Regions from separate parts of the Hordeum vulgare genome. Here region 2 is linked to region 1. Evidence: chromatin contacts called from public Hi-C data. All regions are on one chromosome and are shown on one strand. Each heading gives the region's core, a stretch centred on a gene start, on an enhancer-like site or on the middle of the called end of the contact. The rest is flanking DNA. Distances are from core to core; before and after follow the strand shown.

The links. A called contact is a pair of places that touch in the nucleus more often than the background predicts.
Region 2: a Hi-C map of leaf shows a contact between it and region 1, with 2.1 times the contacts expected there. The contact joins the enhancer-like site here to the promoter of LOC123427740 in region 1. A contact is called at or near these places in 4 of 6 Hi-C or Micro-C datasets (leaf, seedling and an unstated tissue).

Annotation. Positions count from the first base shown.
Region 1 is chr1H:157,858,618-157,863,697 of MorexV3_pseudomolecules_assembly, reverse strand. LOC123427740 (probable ubiquitin-conjugating enzyme E2 25) reads left to right here and starts at 2,950. Exons shown (of 7, transcript XM_045111869.1): 1 at 2,950-3,059; 2 at 3,150-3,243. The coding sequence starts at 3,046. It also overlaps the pseudogene LOC123427757.
Region 2 is chr1H:157,969,900-157,974,979 of MorexV3_pseudomolecules_assembly, reverse strand. No RefSeq gene overlaps it. Among protein-coding and RNA genes, the nearest start is that of LOC123427766, 100 kb to the right of the region's middle. Within about 2 kb of position 2,874, at least 3 of the 3 cell types and tissues checked have open chromatin away from gene starts, as enhancers often do. A contact at or near this core is called in leaf and seedling, where this site is marked.

The DNA of each region.
Region 1 (5,080 bases), core at 1,701-4,200:
GAAACAGAGCCGACACATCAGAGGCCAGATCAAACAATTTGATGGTGATGCTATTTAGAGCGAGTGTTTTTCCTGTAGAATACATGAGTCATTTGGAGCGAAATTTGAGGACGCCTGCACACTGTACTATTTTCTGATGTATTGTATCAATATCATGGAGCTGCCTATAATGATGCTTCTGTCAATTAATTCACTGGATAGATGTACAGCACAACAACCTCGGCGCATAATTAAAATATTGTTAAGGCAGTCTACCCAGTGAGATTAATACACTATCTACCTAGGACACAGGAACGAGGAATGAAGTACACCATGGAGGGGTTTCCCTCTAAAATAATCTTGCAACACAAACAAATGAAAGATGCTTTATCTTAAGCAGAACCCACAAAATTTATCAGGGGTGAGAACAACTCTAATTTGGATGAAACTTTTGTCAATTTTTATGTACAAGTTACTGCTAGAATACAGCAGCAGATCCCTGATGAACAACTGAAAGAAAACTACACCCAAAGCCACCATTGGCGTTTCGCCCCACCACCAGCCCCAGCCCAACATCAACTCAGGCAATACAGTCGCTAATCGCTGGTAACACAAACGAATCTACAACCAAATCAACCAAAACGGGGTTCACTTCTTTGAAATCCCCACCCCAATCCAACATTCCAAGGATTAACACGCCGCAATACAGGCGAGACCGCACAAATAGGATCAACGGACAGCTAGGACTCCGTCGACGGGCACTACTTGGAGGGAGTTGGCCTTGACGTAGTCCCACACGATCTCGAGGACGCCGGAGCAGGAGATGTTGGGGGCGTCGCCGAATTTGCTCAGGGTATCGGACACCGGCACCGGCCGCATGATCCCGCGGAGGTTGTTCGGATCGACCGGGCCCTTCTTCTTGACCGCCTTGGGTTTCACGGCGTCCGTTCCGCCTCCCTTCGCCGCCGCCGCTGCAGGCTTCTTGCGTCAGCCGCCGCCGCCGAGGACATGAAGGACCGGCACCCACGGAGCACCGTGTACGCCGCCGTCGACATCGCCGTGGGATGGGTGGGTGGGTCGCTCCGCTTCGCCGGGGAGTGGGGGGAAACATTTTGTCAGATCCAGTTAAAGGGACTGCGGGTTGAATGTCATAAATAGCAAGGGCTTTTTTGTAAAATCATCACGGCGGGTTTTCCGACAGAAACAATAGCCTCTTTATTATTAGGTAAAGATAAAGATTCCTTCCTTTGTTTTTTTCCTTTCTTCCTTTTTCCTTTTTTGTCGTTTCTGTTTTTTTCTCTTTCCTTTTTTTCCTTCTTCTTTCTCGTATGATGATTTTGTTTCAAATTCATGATTTTTTCTTTAAAATTGATGATTTTTTTTTTCAAATTTGATGTACGTTTTTTCAAATTCGATGATTTGTTTTCGTAAATTTTGAAGATTTTTTTCCAAACTTGATGAACTATTTTCAAATTGCATGAAATTTTGAAAATCATTTTTTTAGTTTCGTTGAACATTTTTCAAGTTCGATGAACTTTTTCCAAATTCGATGAACTTTTTTTCAAATTCGGTGAACTATTTTCAGATCCGAAGAACTTTTTTAATCCATTATTTTTGTCAATGTTGATGAATTTTTTCAAAATTGTTTGACTTTATTCAAATTTGATGAGTTATTATACAAATTTGGTGAACCTTTTCTCAAATCAGATGAACTTTTTTCAAATTCATTGATTGTTTTGTCGAAAATACATGAACATTTTTCAAATTCAATGAACCTTTTTTCAAACTTGATGAACTATTTTCAATTTTGATAATTTTTTTTAAAAATCAGTTTTTTTATTCCACTGAATATTTGTCAGGTTCGATGAACTTTTTCAAATTTGATAATCTTTTTTCAAATTTGATGAACTATTTTTAGATCCGATGAACTTTTTAAAAATCCATTAACTTTTCAAAACTTTTTCCATTATTTTAAAATTTGTGAACTTTTTCTAAATCTATGAACGTTTTTTGAAATCAGTTAACTTATTTGAAAATCGGGGAACATATTTTAAAATTCGTGAATTTTTTTCAAAATCAATGAACTGTTTTTGCTCAAATTCGATGAACTTTTACATTTTCATTTTTTTAAAAATTGATGAACTTTTTTAAAATCTGTTGAACTTTTTTTTATTCAAATTTGATTAACTTTTTTCTTCAAATTTGATGAACTTTTTTCTTCAAATTCGATATTTTTTATAAATTTTGTGAAGTTTTTTAAATTTGATGTTTTTTGACTAAATTTGTCAGTGTTTTGAAGTTTGTAAACGTCTTTTGGAAATTCATGAATATTTTTGAATTCATGATTTTTTTTTAATCCAACAGTTGACTGGTTAAAGGTTGATGGTTCAACCGTGACTGAAAAAGTAACAAATGAATCAGGGAGGTTACAGAGCGATCGAGCAGTGGAGCGAGCGAGCACCCGCGTTGGGCCGGCCCAAGTTCGAGGCGCTTAAAGCGCCACTATCCCGTACCGGCGCTGAAAGAGGGGACCTCCTATGCGCCGCTCGTTACGGCCAACGGCCGAGCGGATGCATAGGGGGTCGCCCGACTGGGCCGGCCCAGAAAAAAAAAGGAAAAAACCCGGTTCAAGAACCTTCTAGATGGCCCTTCGCACAGAGGGGCAACCTGAAAGCACGAGCAGCTCCCCTCGGTAGGCCTATCCTCATACCACTCTCTCACTGACCTCGGGCCCGAACCCGGACTCCGGCCTTGGCTTCCCCGCGCGTGGGTCGCTTTCTCGGTGGCCGTAGCCCGCCTCCCAGGCCCGGTAGTAGTCGTCGCCGCACGGAAACAAAAATAAAAAGGAAAAGGCCCCCTTCACGCGTGGGCCACCGGCGTGTGATCTCACTGCCGGCTGGTCCCGCAAGGAGCTCGCGTCATCGACGGTCGGTGGCGGCACACGACTAATGTTACTCTGCGTCCGCCCCTGCGCACCGCTACGCGCACAACGCCCTCGCCCTCGTCCGCGCACCCCCCACTCGGCCCCTCCCCCGCCACTTGCCGTGACACCCATTGGACCTCGCCATGGACGCCTCCGAGTGCGCCCCCCCCCCCCCCCCCCCTTCGAAGAATCAGCCGTCGATTGTGTTTCCAAGCAGTTTTTTGATCGGCTCCATGATCCATCCCAGGTACCCGCACATGCAAGGGGGCGCGTCGTCTTGCCGTGCCGCCGACGCCGCCGCCTGGGACGCCGTGCAGCAGCAGAAACGCCAGCGCTGCCAGGTACTAGTCGTAGCGCGACCTCGGCGTCTCCGCAAATTCCGTCCGTAACCTCCCTTCTTCTGGTTCGCTACCCGAGCGGTTTCCGTGCAATCCGATGTTGCGGCCGTTGCCTTGTTGCGGAGCGTGACACGAGGGTTTTGACCTACTTGGGTGTGATTGTATTTTTTAATAATTAAATAATAATTCAGTTTTTTCTTGTGGTTTAGGTTTGTGGATTTGGGGCGTGCTTTTGATTTTGAAGTGGAAAATATCTTAATAGCATATAAGGGTAGTAGGGTTTGCCGGACAATTTTGTATTTAGGTTTCTGGAGATTGATTGTGGTAGGATTGGGGTTTCCTGGGCACTTGAATTAACATTCTATGGGTTTACAGTAAAATGTTTTTTATTTACCGTTTTTTTTGTGGGTCTGTGGGCCTGTAGAGACTAGAAATAATATCTGGTGTTTCTTTGTAGTTTCGTTGTGTTCGTAGAATTGCGGTCTGTGCTTGTATATGTTGTTTGCCGAAGTTTTGATCTTGTAAATCTTGTTTACACACGGATGAGTACATAAATATACATGGTAATGAAAACTGCAAGGTATACATTCTAGCATATTCAATCGATGGCGTGTCTCTAGAATGTCCATGTATTGCTAATAAGCTTGAAACATTTGTTTGACCATGGAAGTGTCTGTGTGGCTAATCTAGCTACCTCGAGCATCTCACTCATATTTTATACTCCCTCCGTTCCTAAATATAAGACCTTTTAGACATTGCACTATGAACTACATAAGGATGTACATAGACATATTTTAGAATATAGATTCACTCATTTTGCCCCGTATGTAGTCTTCTAGTGAAATCTCTAAAAGGTCTTATATTTTGGAACGGAGGGAGTATAATCTTATGACTGTATCGCCATGATAGGTGTCTCTTAAATTCGTTATGCGTGAATTTTGATGCTCTAGTGGTAAGCTGGTAGGAGTTTGAGCAGTTGTACACATGAACTTTTAGCAGAGCATGCAGGTGTGTGAGCTATAGAGGTATGATTTTTTTGGGGGCCAGTGATCTAGCAACGCAAGACACTTGTGGCAGGCCACAACGTCTCATGTTGAACGTGAGGGCAATTCCCCTTGGGATATTCTAGTACCATTGTGGAAATGAGAAGGTTTTGGAGTATCATGGTTTCCGTAGCACTTTTTAGATTTATGTGTTAATTATTACTGAATAAATTTTCGCATGTTTGAACTTTGTGCCTCTCTGATTCACAGGATTTGCAAAATGTGGGAATAGAAAAACACAGGAATAGAGTGGCATGCCACTGTATTTGCCAAAGCACCTCTAAACGTAAGGATGCTTGTTTGTGCACAGGAAAAATGTAGGATTATTTCAAGGAGGTTGCAGTGGATGGAAAATTTCCTATGAAATCTAGTGCAAATAATCTAAGGAAAAAATCCTATGGTTTACAATCGTATGAATCAAATAACCCATAGAGGAAAAATTCCTAAGGATTAAAATCCTCCAAAATTCATTTGAGAATCCTTTGAATCAAAGAAGCCCTTCTTTGCCTGTTAAATTAATACTACAGCATGCTCGACATTTCTTAGTTTGATGTGGATGAAGGCATTGCTTGTGTTCTGCTAGCTGTTTGTCCGCCAGGGAGAGAAATTGAAAAGTTGTGATGATCTTGAGCTTTTGTACTTGTTTATTTATTTGTTGAACAAGTGATTTTTTATACCCTCTCTAACGGGCATTGCTTGTTTTGTGGACAAAACAGTAACTTAAAAATTACCAAATTAACTTTAGGTCGTATATTATTGCAAAGTCAATTTTATAGGATGTTTTAGTCTACAATAAA
Region 2 (5,080 bases), core at 1,625-4,124, 110 kb before region 1:
ATTGCTGGTGGAAAACCTCAACCTCGAGATAGCCCAAAGTATCCTCGGAATACCTCGCACAAGACATTCGAGAAAGGTAAAAAAATCCAGCAAGGCCGCCCGGCGTGTTGACCATCCCGATAGGAGCAGCGTATCTCGTTCTCTGGACACGACAGATTGTCCAAATTTCTAGTAGGCCAATAACAGAGTTGCCCGTGGTAGCCAGCGACGGTTGACAGGTTGGACTAACACTCATGCGAAGCGCTGGCCGGTGGTTCATTAATTATCCACGGGGTTCGGAAATTCCCTATGCAATTTTTTTAGGTTGTTAGGCAAATGTAGTACCAATGTTGAGCCTTGCCAGATGAATATTATCCCAAAACGATAATCTATGGGTCCCATAACTACCCCAAGCATGTTAGGAGCGATCAATTATCGAGCATAACACCGGTGCACAAGTAGCTAGGGCGGTAAAGGTGGAACAAAACACCAGGCTAAAAGGCCAAGCCTTCCACCTTTTATCAAGTATATAGGTGCATTAAATTAAATAGCAATAATATGGTGATATAACAAGGAACCCATGTTTTTACATGGAAGCAACTTCACTTTGCAACTAGCAATGTTATAAGAAGGCTGAGCAAGCGGTAACGTAGCCAAACAGTGTTGTGCTGGGATGTGTAGGGGTTAGAGGTTTTCATGGCAATGTTGGGAGGCTTATTAAACATGTGGTAGGCAGCAAGACATAGTGAAAGAAACGAGACAACTAGCATGACAATGATAGTAATGGTATCTAGCGAAATGGTCATCTTGCATGTAATCCCGCTAGGAAGAAGAACGAATCCGTGAAGTAGATGAACCAGCGTAGTTGAACAAATCCTCACACTCCTAAGCGGTTCGGAACTGTATCGAGAAGAAACAATCCGGAACAACAATCAACACGCGATAACACCACACATATTCATGACAAGATGCACAATCAAATATGATGCATGTTCGGTTTAATTATGCAAGGCATGACAACCACCACAATCAAATGCTACACATTAAGTGAAGCTCAATATGCAACGAGTTGCGTATTGTCGAAGCTCCACGTTCAAATACTTAGTTCACTCTCGTTTAGGTACTCATCAATGTTAATGTTGTTTAGCATGGCAAGCAGTGAAGCATAAATAAACTATCTAGTAAGGCATTTTAAATTAGGTGGGAAACAACTTATGGTATTTTCGGTATGACCCCATGTGTTAATTTTAAAATCTGTCTATATCTGAACTAAACACATTTTATGTTTATTAAACAGCAAAATAAAGTGGATCATGTGATTCTACACGTCATTCTAGCCGATTTACATATATAGATTACCTAAAACGGAGCTATTGTTTAAAAGATATGACCAACACAACATGATATACATGAATGCATAATGCATGCAAATGAGACCCACAACATGGTAAATCATGCACTCACAAGATATTATGAAGCTACATGATATTCTACACAAGTTTAAATGAGATCGGAATAACAAATAACAATTCCGGGAAGTCCCCACATGCAAATTAAGATTCGATATTGTTATGCCTATAATAAAATTTTAGAGTTATTAAACAAAAAAATAAAGGCTACCATGTTATTTTACATATTTTTCTAACCAAGTTATATATGTGGGACATTTTAATCGGAGATACGGTTAATCACATATGAGACAAACCGTTTTAACATGACATGTACGCAAATTTAATTAAACATCATGTTTAAACATTTGAAACACATGAGAGAGTTGGATATTGTGAATCTACATGAAATTTTAAGCATTTTTCATGTTGGCGTTATTTTAATCCGATGCACGATTAATTTGCTATGCATTAAATCATTTTAATATGGCATCACGTAAATCAATGCAAACAGTAGGTCAAACAACTTTAAACATGCATGAAATTTGGAAATTATTAATCAACATAAATTTTTAGTCATTTTACATAGCTAGAATATTTTCATACGATGCACGATTATTTAGTTATTAGCAATTTAAAATTATGCAATAATATGCAATTATGCAATATCCTGAAAATTAGACAATTTCACATGTGGAAAAAGACATGGCACGGGCCTAATCTGCACAGAGTTGGGTCAACACGGCAGGTCGTTGGATAAACAAAATGTGCATGGGCGAGGCATAGAGGGGAGCTCACCCTAGGCCAGATCTAGCCTGGACGAGCTGGGCTAGCTCGCTGGGCTTGGGGTCGACTCGGCTGCGCGGGCAGGCCGTCCGATGCGGCCCCGACGGCTGGCGGCCCACAACGCGGGCAAGGCTGGCCCGATGCTATGCTCCCTCCTCAAATAGGTCTAATGGATAAGCTACATAACAGACCATTGGCTGTCTTCCCCAGCAACAGGCTCGCACGAGCGAGCGCTCGCAAGGACCGGTGGCGCGGTCAACGGCGCCGGCGGCGGCTTGGCGCGACGACGAGGCGCGGAGGAGGCCTGGGACACGCGGATCCGGCGGGGAACGGGCCGATCCCGAGGTGGAGCTGCCGGATCCGGCGAGACCCGGCGACGACGAGGCGGGGAGGACAATCCATGGCGGCTGATTCCTGCGAGCGGAGAGGAGAGAAATGGGGTCACGGAGAGGGGGAGAGAGCTCGGAAGAAGAGAGACGGGCGCGGGCGATCGGATCCGGCTCGGGGAGGGTCCGACGACCGGCTATGGGGCGGCGACTTGCAGCGCAGGCGGCGGCGCGGGGCTCCGATGAGGCAGGTGAACGCAGGGCACCAGGGAGGCGCAGGAGCACGCGCGGGGCGTGCAAGGCGTGGGGCCCGCGGGCCATGGCGGGCCTGCTGCGGGCCGTGGCAGGCCGCAGTGGCTGGGGCGGCGCCAGGGCTGATGTGGGACCCTTCAGTTGGCCACAGAGGCGACTACAACGACGCCAAGTGGCCAAGGGGAAGTGGGCGGCACCGGATTTCAAGGAGAGGGGCTGGGAAGGCCAAAAATGGACGTTGGGGTTGCCTATAAATAGCAGGGAGGCTAGGGTTTGGTTTTTTGCATCGTTTTTGAATCGTTTGATCACGATCGAACGGTTCGGAAGCGGAGGGGTGGCTAGGTGGGCTATGATGGATTAGGTTGGGCTGTGTAGATGGGTTAGGCGGGATGAGAGGAAAGTTTTGCAGCCCGACACAAAGTTTATAAAATCAAAAAACGTCCGTTAATAAACCGGCTCTAGTGTCTCTCTAGGTTTAATGGTTCGGATAAGAAACAAACTACGAATGCGACGAAATTTGGCACGCGACCTACCTATACTATGATAAAGACCGCACTTCAAGTTTCAACCCAATCTGAAAAAGTTTCATACATAATTTTAAAAACAAATATTTTAACGATGTTACGGGCGCGTGCGTGTGTGGTTGGTCTTGAAACGGTCAACGACAAAATGGATAGAACCAACAACTAATAACAGATGCAAGTTTTGAAAAATGAAGGCAACAAAGTGTCGACCCAATGCGGATGATGCGCATAATGCGATGATAAATGCGACGAACAAAATAATCACACAGCGACAACGGAATAAAAGGGGAATCTGCTGGAGCATCGCTTCCGGGTTGTTACATGCACTGCGACAGGGGCGGTGCATCGGGCCGTGATGATGCACGTGCGGCGGCGGCTAGGCTTCGAGGCGAGGGGAATCATGGTTTGGGCGAGGTTGGTGTTAGCGTACCTGACATGGGGGATCCAGAGGGCAATGAAAACCCCTAATCCAACACTGCCGAACCACCTGTGCAGCCCAGACGGCCCAACCCCTACTACCACGGGCCGGCTTGGGCCAGCTGAAGCTAGCCGCGGCAGTACTTGAAGCCACGCGCACAGAGGGGAACGACATCCAGTGGATCATGGAGCCGACGGCGATGGCTACCTGTTCTTCCTCCTACCAGCGATCCCCTTTCCCAATTCATGTAATCCGGTTGTAATCGCTACCTATGACTCGAATTCGTGAGCTCAATTAGTAGATCGAGTGTATCCACCACTCGTTCCCTAACATCTGGTATCAAAGCCAGGTGGGTAGGCAGGTAGGCCATGATGTTGCGTCCACTATTTGTGAGTCCATGAATAACATTCAGCTACAAGGTCTGTGCAGCAAATGGAGTTTCCTGGGTCTCGTAGGATACTACCGCCGATTTGTTAGGAATTTCGGCATGATCGCACAACCCGTGTTCAATCTTCCCAAGAAAGGCGTTCCATTTCTCTGGACTCCCGTCGCTGAAATTGCATCCCAAGTGCTCAAGCAACAATTGGTCTTAGCCCCTGTACTGGCTCTACCCAATTTCAAGCAGCAGTTCAGAGTTGAGACGGACGCCAGCGACCGCGACATTGGAGCCATTGGGAAGCACGGTCATCTGATTGCTTTCATGAGCAAGGCACTCAGTCCACGTTATCAAGGCCTCTCCACTTATGAGAAGGAGTACCTGGCAATCTAGCGTGGCTTATTAGGGATGATAGACTACACATATCAATAAGGAATTGCTTCTTTTTCGGGAGCCCATTCAAACAAAACTCCTAGGTTAAGCGTGCTTGGCTTGGAGTAGTTCTAGGATGGGTGACTGACCGGGAAGTTGATTCCGGGTGCACATGAGTGAGGACAAAGTGTGCAGAAAAGACTTGTATTGGTATCTGAGGCCAGTTTAGATCCCGCCAGGAGTGATGACCCCGGCGGGTCTGTCCCGGGCGTTACACAATCATTGTGGATGTTGACCAATGCCGACACTATCTTCGGCATGCGGAATTCGACATCCTCACTAACAAAAAAAACTAGTTCATTTGGAGGAACAACGGCTGACGACACCTTGGCAGCAGAAGGCATTCGCCAAACTGCTTGGCTTGCATTACCGCATCCGCTACAAGAAGGGCATTGAGAATGTTGGCACTGATGCTTTATCGCGTGTCAACCCCTCTGACTCACTGATTGCCATCACGTCATGCCAGCCAACATGGCTCGAGGACGTTGCCAACAGCTACATCAACAATCCCCACGCCGAGGGCTTACTGGAGTAACTCGCTATGGGGGAAGACCCAAAGGGGCGTTTCTCTTTTGCAGCAGGGCATTCTGCATTTCTGT